Linked DNA regions of Sus scrofa: region 1 is linked to region 2. A link is a contact called in public Hi-C data. All regions are on one chromosome and are shown on one strand. The core of a region is the stretch at or near the end of the contact, and the rest is flanking DNA. Distances in the headings are between cores, read along the strand shown.

The links. Hi-C and Micro-C count contacts between places; a contact is called where the count stands out from the background.
Region 1: a Hi-C map of skeletal muscle shows a contact between it and region 2, with 10 times the contacts expected there. The contact joins two enhancer-like sites. A contact is called at or near these places in 3 of 47 Hi-C or Micro-C datasets (embryonic fibroblasts and skeletal muscle) and 1 of 2 datasets of contacts at active chromatin or transcription factors (skeletal muscle).

Annotation. Positions count from the first base shown.
Region 1 is chr7:81,096,905-81,099,624 of Sscrofa11.1, forward strand. The region is part of intron 1 of RYR3 (ryanodine receptor 3); the gene reads right to left. Among named protein-coding and RNA genes, the nearest start is that of RYR3, 110 kb to the right of the region's middle. Within about 2 kb of position 1,392, at least 8 of the 83 cell types and tissues checked have an H3K27ac peak or open chromatin away from gene starts, as enhancers often do. A contact at or near this core is called in skeletal muscle, where this site is marked.
Region 2 is chr7:80,801,419-80,804,118 of Sscrofa11.1, forward strand. RYR3 (ryanodine receptor 3) reads right to left here. Exons shown (of 106, transcript XM_021099907.1): 42 at 1,692-1,821; 43 at 440-543. Among named protein-coding and RNA genes, the nearest start is that of AVEN, 360 kb to the left of the region's middle. Within about 2 kb of position 1,398, at least 4 of the 83 cell types and tissues checked have an H3K27ac peak or open chromatin away from gene starts, as enhancers often do. A contact at or near this core is called in skeletal muscle, where this site is marked.

The sequences.
Region 1 (2,720 bases), core at 142-2,641, 300 kb after region 2:
TGGTGTTTTGACCACATTTCTTGGGAAATGCAAATTATCTTCCTTAATAAACATAACAAGACCCCTCCTAGAAACACAAATGCCAGAATTTAAGAGGTTGCAAGGATGCCTCTTTTCCTTCAAAAAAAGGAGAGACATTTTATACATGAAAAAACAACCTTGGCATTAAAAAATTCTTGATTATTGAGAGTTCCCATTGTGGTACAGTGGAAATGAATCCAACTAGGATCCATGAGGATGCAGTTTCAAAAGCTGGCCTCGCTCAGTGGGTCAGGGATCCGGTGTTGCTGTGAGCTGTGCTGTAGATCGAAGACTTGGCTTGGCTCCCTCATTGCTGTGGCTGTGGTGTAGGCCAGCAGCTGCAGCCCCGATTTGACCCCCAGCCTGGGAACTTCCATATGCCATGGGTGTGGCCTAAAAAGCATAAAAAAATTCATGATTATCAAAATGGTACATTTGCCTTTCAGGCTCAGAGATGGGCAGACCATTCCCATCCTCAAAAGAACCCAGTAAAAAGATGGAGAAGCCATCCTATGGAATCTTATTTTCTCAAACAGAATCTTTTTCTCTTGATCAAGAGTCACCCCAGCTGCCTCCCTCCAGGAAGACTGGCTTTCCTCCTCCTTCCCCTGACACAAATGCATACAAACTTGGTTTTCTCCATTTAACAAGCAAAACTGTTTGCAAACAGGAAGCTGCCAAAGTGGGAGGGTGTGAAACAGGCAAACCGGAGGACAGTTCTGAAAAAGCACCAGCGGAGCAGGAGCCCGATTTAGCCATACTGCTCAGCTTCTGAGCTACAACCAAACCCATCCATTCCCAGGGGTGCAGGAAAAGGCCCTAGTTCCATCCCCCTGATGACAAAGGCTAGGCCCCGAAGGAAAGCCATAGGGCTTTCCTCTCCTTTCCCCAGAGGGCAGGGAGACCTCTGCGAACAAACATGGTCTGTTGGTTGGGATGGCTGCAAAGTGATCCTAGTGGTGACAACCAAGTTATTTGATGGAAACCCACGCACGACCACCTGCTGCCTCTCCCAAGGGCTTAGAGAGAGCCAGAGTTTCCGCTGTCAGCTCACTCCCCTGGGAGGAGCAGCATCAAAGCCTAGATCCATCTCAGGAACATACCTCTGGCACTTGGAAGAGGTCACCAGCAAGTCAGCACCCAGTACACCCCGCCCTTTCCAGCTACAAGCCAAGGGGTTATTACATGGAAAAACTGCATTCTTTTACCAGAAACCACCAACTCTATCAGCTCATAACTGTGTCTGCAGGGGAAATGAGCTCATTTCATTTCAATGATTGTATTTATAATCTAGTTGCCTAGGTAACTATCCCAAGTAACTTAGAAACTCTTCACTAAGGAGCCTAGTGAGTGGCACCAACAGGTGTAGCTGACACACAAGAAATGTCCATTTGATATTACATCCACAGTAACATGAGATTTCTTGGCAGGCAACTGTGACAAATTCTTTCTTGGGGGTTAATTTGGTCTTAAAATGTCTTCATGGAGCTGATGACCACAGAAAACCTCCAAAAAACAGCAAAGACAGATGAGAAACTTACTAAGTGTCCAACCGTTTTCTCCCTATGTCTCGGGGCTTATTGCTGAGGTGATAGCCACCAGCAAGGTCCATGAGAAGCCATCAGCATATAGCTGAAGAGCTGCACAGAAACACAATTTTCTAAGACACATCCTCTCAGAAAGTATGAAACCTCTGCAGCCTCCTGATTTTTGTGTGTGTGGGAAGTCAGGGAATTGACCACTCAAGGTCAGGTTGCTATTGCTGTAAGTCCTAGGATTCAGATTTTGGCAGCTTTGCTCAATTACTAAATAACTAACAAAGCAATTCTGAAGACAGACCATGCCCAGGAAACAGGTGATGCTGCACACTGACCCCACACCTATCCGATCTAAACCAGCCTTATACCCATTCTTTCTCATGTCTAGATGTGGCCGCATAACTTCCTCCCACTGGGTACATTTGGATGGAATGTACCAGATAGATTTGTTCACTTTGATACTAGCAATTACAAATGTCTGTCTCATATCTCTTAAGTAGCAGGAAGCTCATTTGCCTGGTATCACTTAATGCCTTGAAGATGTCCAGGTGACAGCTGAGTGATGGGTAGAGATAATGACACAATACTGTTTACATTGAGTCTGCATATCGCACTTTTCTCAAGGGCTCAGCAAGACAACTTCAGCACTAGAGAAATAAGACTTTCCAACAGCTGGAGAAAGAAAAACCCAGGCAGAGGGGGCTAAGACGCAGAGAACCAGCAGGAAGCTAGCTTCTAAGCCAAGGATGGATGTGGCAATGGTACCCCCTGGGCCTTCTACCCACTGCTGTGCTGCCTGGTGGGGGAAGGGGGGGATACACCCCACCCAGCACTCCAGAGATGAAAGAATTTACAGTGAATGCAAACTTCTCTGAGAGGCATTTACAACTCAATTCCAACTCTGACAATGAGATGAAAACATAGCACTAAAGCACACAGACTGCTCCTTGCTTTCTGAACAGTCAGCGTTCTTCACCTGACAAGCTTTTCTTCTCGAATCCATTATGGATGGCTAGTCCTGTGTTTGAATAATGAGGATGAACTTCAGTGACAAAAAGTTTGTCTAAACTTGTAACAAATCATTCTCACCATCTTGACATGTAGTGAATAATTAATTTCCACTGTAGAGGCTACCTGCCTGTTCACTTCAATTCTTCTCAG
Region 2 (2,700 bases), core at 148-2,647:
AAGATGGGCAAAGAGGTAGGCAAGGCACGCCCCTTCGGTCACCACCACCAGCAGGAGTGCAGCTCACAGCTCCGATGTACGGTAGCTCAGTTCTGTCTCACTGTCCACAGAGAGGACACATGGAGGTATTCTTTACATTTACACTGAGTTTACAGTCTTCTGTCATGGCTCTTTCCTTTTAGTGCATAAACCTAAAATTCGGTGCCCCAGAACTTTATCAGGAACCACAGGTCTCTGATAGGGTTCCATGTAAACCAGAGAGTCTGGGCTGTCACACACAAAGAACACCTGTCCACATGTCCAGGCCAGTGGAGCTGGTGAGCCCACAGAAGATGCTCTGGTCCTAAGCTAAAGAGGCTCTGATGGAGACCCAGCCTCTGGTCAGCTTCTCCTTGGCCTGGCTGTGCTACAGGCACAGTGTCTCCCCAGGGCCAGTTACCTTCTCGAGGTCTGGCTCCTCCAAGCCCAGAGCTAACTCGTTGTTGTCCATCACAGAGGAAGCAGCCACATCCAGTGGGGTGGATCCTCTCATCGAAGGGGAGGCTGAAGAAGGAGGAGGGAAGGGAGAAAAAGGCCACTCAGTGCTGAGCTGAGGTTGCAGTGCCCAACAATGGTCAGGAGAGGGCAGCAAACACAAAACTTGGGTCACATCGCAGGTTTTCTGAGGGGGCGGGGGCTACCCATCCAATTTAAGAAACGCTCTGATTGAGATCCTTGGTCCCCACACTCATTACTGATTGTGAATATGGCTTAAGTTAGAAAATCAGTTCACAGGATCAGCTGGGACTATGTATTTTAAAGTGCTTTTCTAACACGAAAGTTCTTGGGCCTGCATTTCATTCACAAGTCTCAGATGTCACTTGACCAGCTAAGCTTACCTAAGTTGGCTGTTTCTGGGGTTACCACTTAGAGTTTAAAATTAGCTTCAAACAGCATTAGCGCATATGGTTACATCAGGTCACCAATGCTGTCTTTCATTTTTCCATTATTGGGTTCTTAGGCTAGAAGTGAGAAAAACTCCAGGTAGGAATCTTACAAAAAGGTTGGTAGCCTAAGCTTGCACCTGAGAAACAGGAAACCCGAGGCTGCAGATTCATGTGCACATAATGTGTGCATTTGAATCTTCTACAAATACATCCGGTTTACATCCAAAACCGTGAGTAAGGCATATGCGTGCATTGATTTTCTAGTTGTGGTGATGGATTTACACTATCCATGGTTGCTCTTGGCCAGTTTGCTTGGCAGCTATGAAAGCACTGGCTGGTTGGCCGATGAGGCAGACATGCAGCCTGCAGCCAGCCCGTCGAGAAGGGATTGGACCCATGACCTTGGTCTCATTAGCACGGCTCCCTGGTCAGCTGAATATGCTGGGAGGAGCTGTGTCTCCAGACTCTATCCAGTCTCAGGCAGCATTTCACAAACTGTGAGCCACTGGTCCCCAGAGAGAGGAGGCAAAACTGTGTGACCATGCCAACACAAATCTGTCGCCAGAGCTGGCTGGTAGCAACTTCTCTACTTGGGTTGGAGAGCAAAGAGAGGGTATTATTATCTCACCTGTTTTTAGATCAGGCAGGGTTCCCTCTTACATTTTAAAATACCATAGCATGCATGTGACTTTCCCTTTACCGCCCAAGTGGTCAGCAGGGGGAGAGTAACCTCTGAGCCAAATGCAGAATTAGAACGCGACCTACCTAGGCCAACACTGCTATTCTCCAGCAGGTAACTCAGGTGCTCGAACATGGCCTTCTGATTTTGCCGGCTGATTCGACAGAAGTAGCAAAGGAAGCGGCAACAGCTAGCAACCATCTTTGGAAAGGCAATCTGTAGGGAGGAGTAGAAAGTGCCAAGGAAAAGAATCTATCGTGAGGCCTTTCTGGAAAGGCTGATTTCCAAGAGTCTTAAGTTGACGTCTTGCAAGCTGTGAACAGTTTGGAAAATGAATTGTCTCCTTATGTCTAGTTTGTTCCAAGACTTATTCATATGAGGGACAGAGAGTACACACTTGAGAAGAGGCTTCTAAAAATATTGAGAGCTAATTACAGTTCCCAAAGCATGCTTCTTTAAAAGAAAATAGATGTCAAACCCGAATCCCAGTCATCCTTAGGTGTCAGGAGAAACTGTACAATCCTCCATCAGACTACAGTTTCTAACTTGGAAGGGAGTGGACAGAAAGGGAGATGGGTGATCACAGACAAATGAGACTGAGCACTATATCAAACCCCAGTCCTTTGGGTATAGATTGGCCTCTACAGTTGTAGAGGCCTCCAGACCATCACCCTCTCAGACTGTGAGCCTTCCCCAATTACTTCTGTCCTGGACAACTACTCTCCTATGGCTCCTATAGCATTCGTAACTCGATTCTTACAATTTAGCACTGAGAGGCCAACTTCTATTACCATGGATAGTGCTTCGCTTCTCTGCTTAACACAGTCATTAGCATCTCCAGGGCCTGACCACATCTTATGTTTGATTCCATAATGCTCTGTAAATGGTGTCTGTGTTAACCTTGGCTCGGGATCCTAGAAAGCCCTTGATTTCTGCCTGGAGAATCATGGAGGGTGTTCCAAGAAAGGGAGGTTCTGAAAGCTATTCTACCCACTTGCTGAGGCATCCAGACATTTGCTCCGGGATCTTCTGGAGAGAGTCCCCTTTCCCAAGAGATCAGAAGGAAGCAAGTGAGGAGGAAAGTGAGCTTGGCTC